Regions from separate parts of the Sus scrofa genome. Here region 1 is linked to region 2. Evidence: chromatin contacts called from public Hi-C data. All regions are on one chromosome and are shown on one strand. The core of a region is the stretch at or near the end of the contact, and the rest is flanking DNA. Distances in the headings are between cores, read along the strand shown. Region 1 has its middle 380 kb from the start of AKR1E2. Region 2 has its middle 270 kb from the start of AKR1E2.

The links. A called contact is a pair of places that touch in the nucleus more often than the background predicts.
Region 1: a contact with region 2 is called in a Hi-C map of skeletal muscle, with 2.0 times the contacts expected there. The contact joins two enhancer-like sites. A contact is called at or near these places in 4 of 47 Hi-C or Micro-C datasets (embryonic fibroblasts, heart right ventricle and skeletal muscle) and 1 of 2 datasets of contacts at active chromatin or transcription factors (skeletal muscle).

The regions. Positions count from the first base shown.
Region 1 is chr10:66,066,721-66,071,178 of Sscrofa11.1, reverse strand. No RefSeq gene overlaps it. Among named protein-coding and RNA genes, the nearest start is that of AKR1E2, 380 kb to the right of the region's middle. Within about 2 kb of position 1,783, at least 26 of the 83 cell types and tissues checked have an H3K27ac peak or open chromatin away from gene starts, as enhancers often do. A contact at or near this core is called in skeletal muscle, where this site is marked.
Region 2 is chr10:65,958,853-65,963,126 of Sscrofa11.1, reverse strand. No RefSeq gene overlaps it. Among named protein-coding and RNA genes, the nearest start is that of AKR1E2, 270 kb to the right of the region's middle. Within about 2 kb of position 1,501, at least 6 of the 83 cell types and tissues checked have an H3K27ac peak or open chromatin away from gene starts, as enhancers often do. A contact at or near this core is called in skeletal muscle, where this site is marked.

The sequences.
Region 1 (4,458 bases), core at 534-3,033, 110 kb before region 2:
GAACATTAAAACTTAGTCTATGAATGCGCCTCCTAGGTAAGTGGTATTTCATTAAAATTAATCTAATTTTCAAAACTGAGGTAACCTTTCACTCACTAACAGACTGAATTTGTTATTTCTGGGTATAGGAAGTCTTCATCTTTGTCCCAAAGCTGTCTATTAAAAAGACAGGCATGTAGTCCACAGGCAGGAAGAGAAAGTCCATCCCCACCGAGCAAGGAAGTAAAAGGCAGTGACCCAATGTGGAGTAAGAACCTAGAAAGCCACCTGTATCACTCACACCTACTACCGCTCGCGAGTCTAGGAAAGACGCCTCTACTTTATTTTTCCTTCCTACCACAGTGAGTTGAAAGGTAATGACGGCTCCACCTGCTGAACGCTCGGATGCTGAGGAGAAGCCGTAACCGTGGATGTGGGCGCCTCTCCCGCTATCACAACCATGTCTAAGTAGGGTTGCACTTTCACAGCTTTCAGAGGAGGTTAGAACTCAGCTGCGGTTGGGGCTGAATCCCTATGCCTGACCGAGTGCCTACGGCGCTCAGACATAAAAGCAGACCCATGATTTGCGCAGCGCTTGGAACTGAAAAGGCTGGGCTCCAGGACATACAGACTTGGTCCCCAGGCCTGAGGTGCCTGGTGGGAGACTGGGCACGTGGTGTCATGGATACTTGAGAGGAAGCCCCACGAGATCCTGGTCAACTGCAGCCGTCCAGCGTAGGGACGTGGGTATATCAACCGGATGCAGCCACGTGCGGATTCTGGATGAAGGTCAGTGGGGCCTGTTACTGGGCGTTGCTAACAGGTGCCAGGCGATGTGAAGGCTGCCTGCCCAAAGATCGCAGACAGCCCTGCCGTCTCCCCATACCATGTGTCAGGACATCTAGTTCAAGGCCTGGGGGCCCCGTGGGTGCCCTGGGACCTCCCTCCGCCTTGATTCCTCACTTGCACGCAGGAGTGGCCATACTCACCACCCAGGCATGACGTCAAGACTCAGCTGAGATAGGGCGTGACGTCGGAATCACAGAGAACAGAAACACAGCACGTCCTTAATAGGTACTAAAATTCTTCCCATTTTTCAAATTGCTTTGAAAAAACAAACTGCTTTGCTATCCAGAGAGGACGGCCAGAAAAACAGCATAATTCCTGCTCTGCTCTTTGAGCGTTTACTCACACGTGTGTTTATTTTTTCCCATAATAATGCACAGGAAATACACTACATCTTCCAAGTGCTGGCCGATTCTGTTTATGTTTGTTTGCACACTGAGTCCCTGATGGACAGAGGTCGTCGGGAGGCCTCCGTGCTCCGGGGCCCAGTGAACGCTGGGTTACCGGGACAGCCCTTTCCACTGAGGCAGCGGCATTCTGCCCACGATCTTTCACGTGGGTTTGATGACTTTTCACATGCCTCGTGAAAAAAATTTATTTTTTCCTTTTTGGCTGTGCTTCTCTCACAATACAAACTCCCTCTAAAACTGATGGCAGACTTTATTTGAACGCACAAGTACATTCCAGCTTGAGAATGAATCAAAGCCACATTTTTTTCCGTAGGATAAAGACACTGTATCACTGAGCTTTTGTGTGTCCTCACAGATGCGCCTCTCCTCGGCCTGGACGTGAGCTGTCAAAATCGTACTTTGTGGCTCTACGTGTCTACTGACGGGAGCTAGGAATCAGGGGGAATACTAAGGCCACTGAAATTTCCAGCTGCCTACATTTCTACGCTGAGTAATTCTGCCCGCCCCAAAAGCAAATATTTAGAACGAGTCCATGCTGACTCATGATGGAACCTTCAGGACAAAATGAACACATTGTTTCTGCTCCCTGTGCCCCAAGGGTGGGGACCAGGCAGTCCTGCCTTTAAATAGTCACAGGTTGTGTCAGTGACCTTCGTGTCCCCTCCTGATGACTCACAGGCCTAACCTCAGTTCTTACTGGTGCCACCTTTCAAAAATGTCTGTTTTCACTCCTGAGCACCTCTTCTCTCTAAAAGGGTACGGCAGCAAGTGTCCATTTCCCTCTGCCTCATAAATGAAAACGAACGATGTTGAACAAAACAAAATAGGAGTGTTTAGCCCCGAATGATGCCGCCGCAGCCGCCTTCCGCGCCGAGTGCGCCCCTTCCAGTCAGTCGAGACGCCCATGACATTTGCTGTCACAGGAATCCGGCCCGAAGCAGTTTCGTAAGTTTTCTATCACTGGTTGGCGTGTGGGGGCCGAGACAGAAATGGAGAAGGGAAAAATACGGTGGAGAGAGCCTTGGACTGACTGGGGTAGGATGATGTCAGCAAAACAACGTGGAGCCAGAAGCAGGGAGCCCTCTGTCCCCGCCTGCCTGGGACTGAAGGGTGTGGGGAACCCCTGGCTCTCTGCCGACACCAGGGACAGGTTCGGATATGCAGTCCCCCTTTTACTCCACGAAAGGCCTTTGGGCAAACCAGCGTCTCTGGGCCGCGGCGTCTCGCTGGCGCAGAGGATACTACATCTGCTCTTGGGTTTCACGGAGCAGAGATGCCGTGGGCAGAGAATGGTCTGGACACCGTGAGCCTCCCGTGGCCTCAGCCTTCCTGCATTTAGCTCCACCAATCCCCGCAACAACCCTGCCGCGCGGCAAAGGGGATCATTCGCGCCCCTTCTCTGTGCAGAATGAACTCCGCCCTCGTCAGGTCACCGCCAGGGGCCAAGCTCCGCCCTGACCCAGGCCCTGTCCACGCTCTCACCAGCTGTGCCATCTGCACCAGTAAATAATACGGACTGTTCTCATCATTATCTTCACATAAAAATACAGAAGACCGCCTGGCCGTCCTCATCGCTGCGCCCCTCCTCACACAGAGCAGTGACCCCAAAGCACCAAACTTGCCAGGTCGTGTTACCCGCGGCCCCAGAATCAGAGAGGGGCTGCCTTCTCGGGCCTGTGAAAGTCCCGCGGGGTCCGAGCAGTCCCCCACGCCAGGGCTGGGCTCGGGAGGAGGGGTCCCAAGGCAGAGGGCCTGCGCCTGCCCTCCGCCTCCCACCCATGCCCACTGGCTCCTCCTTGTTCTTCGGCCCCGCGGCCGATGGAGTCCCTGCTCAGGAATCAGATCCCAGCTGCAGGTGTGGGATCTGATTAACCCAGTGTGCTGGGCTGGGGCGCGAACCTGCCTCCCAGTGCTCCAGAGACGCCAGCACACCCTACTCGCCAGAGCGGGAACTCCCTCACCATCACGCTTCAACAGGCTGCTGCCTCCACGCGGGAAATACGCTGTGTCCCCTGCAGAGAGTGGCATGCTCTGCAGCGACTTATTTTGGGGTTTCAAGGAGCTAGGCTCTCGCTTCTTTCTCCAAAATGAACGGAAGCCAGCCACTGCTTCCCCCACATCGCTATCACCAGGGGGCGCGGGGCTCGGCCGAGAACGTCTTCGGGTCCTTGCTCTCCCCCAGCATTTGCTGTCTGCAGCGACCTGGACCCCTGCTCACCAGCCAGGCCCTCCCTGGATGGCGTGTCGGACACTCCGCACTCACGTCACCCTGTGGCCGCGGTCGGCTCAGCTGTGCAGAGCAGTCGATTACACAGAATTCTGTGACGTTAAGAAGCCAAGGGCCCACGATTCTCTTAGCATTTTTTCACGCAGTTAATGTGCCAGGATTCTGCCATTGTCTGGTGTGGGCTTCCCTAGAGCCCAAGCCAAACTCTGCTTGCCTTTCCCATCACTGGCCAATTTTTAATCCACTTGTGCTGATGTAGAGGTTCTTTTTGTTTTCCTTCCTGACACAAGCAGGAAGTTTCCAGAGCCCCAAAGTAAGAGAGCAAATGACTTACATTGCTTATTTCAGCGTAGTTACTTTGTAAATACGGTTTAAAGACTCAGATTTTCTATGAATCACTTATATTCATTTCAGTGAGGTTATTTCCTTCACTTTCAGAAAACGGGGTAATCGTACATGATTCTTTAATGAGAAAAATACTATTACCACCCCTTTTTTCCTTCCTCCTGCTCTCTTGCTGCATGTCTTTCATCAGCTTTTCGGGACCCCCTGAAACCCCGGTCATTGCCGCAGTGCCCTCATTTTTTAAAAGTGTGGTTCAGCCATGAGACATGGACTTGAAATCCAAGTGTCTCCTGGGTGCCTCCCATTGATTTTTGAAATTTCTCCCAGGTTTATAAAAATTAATCAGGTTACCTTTGCTTTTTAGAGTAATGCCTTGTGGCTGGCTCAACCACACCCTCAGTGCTACCGAGAATGTCAGTTCCTCTTGGATTTGTATTTTAGGGGAAAAATCGCTTGTGTTTTATTGACGCAGCCCAACGGAATCAAAACGCCACGGCAAAATAAGCAGGCCAACAAAAAAGCATCGTACTTTTTTCAAAGGCCCTTTAAAGATATACAGTAACACCCAGTTAACTCTGTGCCATTTACTTGACGATTTTCGTGTTGAGAGAACAGAATCGTGGAAGCTAGCCAAAAAGGGACCTTGGGAAC
Region 2 (4,274 bases), core at 252-2,751:
TGGCTCAACAGTAACAAACCCAGCTAGTACCCAAGAGGATGCGGGTTTTATTCCTGGCCTCATTCAATGGGTTAAGGATCTGGTGTGAGCTATGGTGTAGGTTGCTGTGAGCTGTGGTATAGGTCACAGATGTGGCTCAGATCTGGAATTGCTGGGGCCGTGGTTTAGGCTGGCAGCTGCAGCTCTGATTTGAGCCCTAGCCTGGGAACTTCCATATGCCACAAGTGTGGCCCTAAAAAGCAAAAAAAAAAAAAAGAAAGAAAGAAAAGGAATAAAATTATTTCTAAATTACAAATAATCTAGAGTTATTTCGTTGGACAGACAACAAAAAGATATGCAAAACCAGTGGAAATTATTGCTTATCAAAATTTTTAATTCAAAAAGAGAAGGTGGTTTATGTCATTCCCAGGCAACTAACCCAAAGTGATATTATGACATCTCTTTCTTTTGACTTTGCATTTTATGAAGTCCGGAGAGGCACTAGGTCAGAGCTGTATGATACAGGAAAGACATTTATGAGGTATTTGTTACTTGCTGAATGATGATTAAAAAGGATTGACCATTCTGTTAGAAGTTATTTAACAGAAGTCTTGATATAATATCTCTGTAATTCTTGTTCCTCAAGAACATTGGTGGGAAAGCTTTCATATGCAAAGCTTGGATGAACCTTGGGAGAGAGATACCAAAAAGAATGTGAATACATTTAGAGGGGTTGTGAACATCAGAGGAACGCTATAGCCTGTCGTAGATAATAGAAATAAGTATGATGCTTAAAATAGGTGATTCGGCTTATGGTTTAGCATGCAATGTTCCATAGCTTGGGGGAAGTATGATAAAATCTTTCATGAAAAATACACGCTTTCCTACGTACCACCGAATACTAATTCACAGCCAGTATGAGCCAGGAAAAATTGTTTGATAAAGACATTGCTTAGCCCATTAGCGGATGTGTTACTCAATTTTCTAAAGCTATTAGCGCTTTGAGAGAATAAATTCCTGGAGCCATTTCCAGCTTCCCCTCTCATGTTAGTGTATTTATGTCATATTTGGAATCCCTTTGAAGCCATTCAGATGTTTTAGTCGCTTATAAATTTGCTTTCCTGAACATGTGTTTTTGTGCCATTCATTATGATGTATGTGAGTTTTTTGAGAATAACTTCAGACGAGGCATTATTTACTGATTGTTTCTAATGGTCACTTGTACTCGTGAGTCTATACTTCTTTATGCACAGAACCTTTTGGCATTTTACTTACAAGGTTTTTTACAACGTGTATTTATTTGCAGCATGAAACCCTAGGAGATGAAAAAAAGGAAACCTGAAGAGCAGATGCTCTGAGTTATTTCTGAGGCCCATCTGGAAGGAAGGTCTTGGCGAAACATCCTCTGTACGTCTGCTTCGCTCTTTTCTCTTTGCAGCTGCTTCCTCTGCCTCACTCTTCCACATGGTAGAAGTCAAGGCTGCCAAAAGTTTCCAACGTGGTAAGGATCCAGCCTGTGGGAAGGAAATAGCACAGGTCTCTTACTCCCAGCTGCAAAGTCCTTGGAATGAGCTGTGACTAGCCTAGTCTAAGTAGCTGATTGCAGCCAAAATACAAGGCCAATGCAAGGACTGGGAGTCACCCATGTGACCACGTGGGCTGCAGATGGGTCAGCCCTCAGTCAGAGACTGGCGGAGGGGGCTTGGCAAATCATCCAGCAATTGCTCGTTAAAATTGTGATGAAAAACAATGTTAATAATTATCCAAACCCGTCTGATTAAGTAAAACATCTACTTAAGAGCGTAGTAAAATCTCTGTCTTAAAAGTGGATTTCTATGGGGACAGAACATCTCCGATTGGACACGTCGTCAAAGCCAAACTGAATTTCAGTGATTATTTGTATGTATCTATAATACCACCTCAAAAATCTGCAAGAGACCAAATGTTAGACTTGGTGACGCAGAAATTCATACCATGGAGCATCGTCAATTTTGTCTTTCCAATCCTCTCCATCCAGCAGAAAGCAACATCTCAAAGTCTGGATCGAACCTTTGTGTATATGCATATTTACATACAGTTACATGTCTATAGTTTTAAGTTTAGGTATATTTGGGGATAAGGAAGAAAGATGGCCATGCAGCGGGAGACTCGGAAAATAATAAATGTCGGATGTCGGAAGTGGTTTGGATCTGACAAGCAGAGCTAGAGATCTGAGTTCTCAGTTTTCAGGCACTCTCCTAACAGTCTCTGTAATTCATTTCAGAGCTCCGCTACCCCTCGTGAAATACGTCTGGCATTATTTCTAAAAGCGCTTTGTACGAGGACATCTTGCTCAATTATGAGGGATGATTTCGAAGGGCACACCAGGCTCTCAACTAGAAAACATATTTACACTGTTTATAGGAACAGCTCTCCTCCCCTGTGTTAGAAAGTGATTCTTCCCAGACCTTTGCAGAGAGAGAGCAGAGGGGTCGAATGCAACTGCACCTAAGCAGGTCTGGCATCGGCACTCATACCTCTGTGATAGTTCTGTGACGGCTGTTTCTACGCCGAAAAGGTACATGCATCTCCTTGGGCGTGCACCATCACAAATGGATACAGCTGCAGCATCAGCACCTGTTTCCTCTGTCCTCTGGGGCTCTGAAATCCTACTGAATCTGCTGCCAATTTCCTTTCTTTGTTTTATACTCAGCGAAGTGAGGAGGTAAGGGGAAAATAAGGTAACAAAAGGATTCAGAAAAAAAGAGCTTCTCTTTAAAATATTGCTGCCTATTTCTACTAAGATCAGTCCTCTATGTTTATTCTCAGGTACAGATCTTCCGCTTTTAACTTGAGCAACTATCTCAGTACATTAGATTTGTTAGGCTATTTTTTAACTTTAATACAGTATTAAGAAGCAATAGTGGATTCCTGGACGTGTCAAACTATTTTTAGGCTAAAAAAGCATTTAAATAAGAAATGCAAAAAAAAAAAAGTGTCAGAATATAGCACCTTTAGAGATTGAAATAGATTTATAGAACCTCTGGTTCATAAAATCACAGGATCATCCATCCTGATCCTTTGACCTTACGCCTTGCATTTTGAGCTGGGTATTCAAAGCAAGGACTGCCGTGGGCCAATTCCCCGTGGAAGGCATTTCTCTTACTGAAGTTCTGGCAAAGCTCTGGGCTTCCCGCGCACCAGCCCAGTGTCCTTCCCGTGTACAGCTCGTGTGATTTCTCTTCCAGGATAAAGGTATCTTTTCATATTAAGTCCAAAGTGAAGATAAAATAGTAGCTTGTTACCATATCCATATCCAAAGATAAAACTTTCTGAAGCTCAGAGGACTCTCGTTAACCTTTCATTTCTGTGATTATATTAGTGTGGGCTCTATATTCCATTTTCATATGGCCCTAATTTTATTTCAGATATATTCTAATAACCTCAGATGGGGATAATTTTATTTCTTTCTTTTTTTTTTTTTTTTTTTGCTTTGCTATTGTACATCATGATTAGCTAGGGGATTTTTATTTATTTTTATTTTTTTTAATTTTTCTTTTTTTGTCTTTTTGTTTTTTAGGACCACACCAGCAGTATAAGGAGGTCCCCAAGCTAGGGGTCGAATCAGAGATACAGCCGCCAGCCTGCACCAGAGCCACAGCAACGTGGGATTCGAGCCACATCTGTGACCTACACCACAGCTCATGGCAATACCAGAGCCTTAACCCACTGAGCTAGGCCAGGGATCGAACCCGTGTCTTCATGGATGCTAGTCAGGTTCGTTAACCACTGAGCCCCAAGGGGAACTCCAGATGGGGATAATTTTAAAACAAGGTTGTCAATAGTCAAATTAGTCAAGGCCATGAGTGCATTTCAAGACAATTCCAGATAGCTGAGTAGGTTCCAGATCAGCAGGAAAACGAAATAAAAAGAAGTATATGGAAAAAGACGGATTGGGGAGTGAGCTGGGACAAGCCCCAGAGGTCGCTGGCTGTGCACTGCGCTTTCTGTGGTCAGAGGCAGGAGGAGCTGGAGGATGGCCCAGCTGACCTCCGACCCGTGGGCGGTGAGAGCGCCTTGCAGCCTTTTAACCGGCTCAGGACCCAGCCCAGGCTCCTAAAAGAATCCACCTGGAGAACGTGGGCAGGTTGTACGGCGTCTCTGCCTCTAACGTGGCAACAGTAAGAGTGCTGACCTCCCAGTGTTGTTTTGTGAATGTCAAGTCATGCTCAAAAGTCACAGTGTGGGATGCATGATGCGTGTGAAATAAACATTAACTCTTGCAAAGTCTTCTGAAGGTCCCCTTCTCCTGTTCC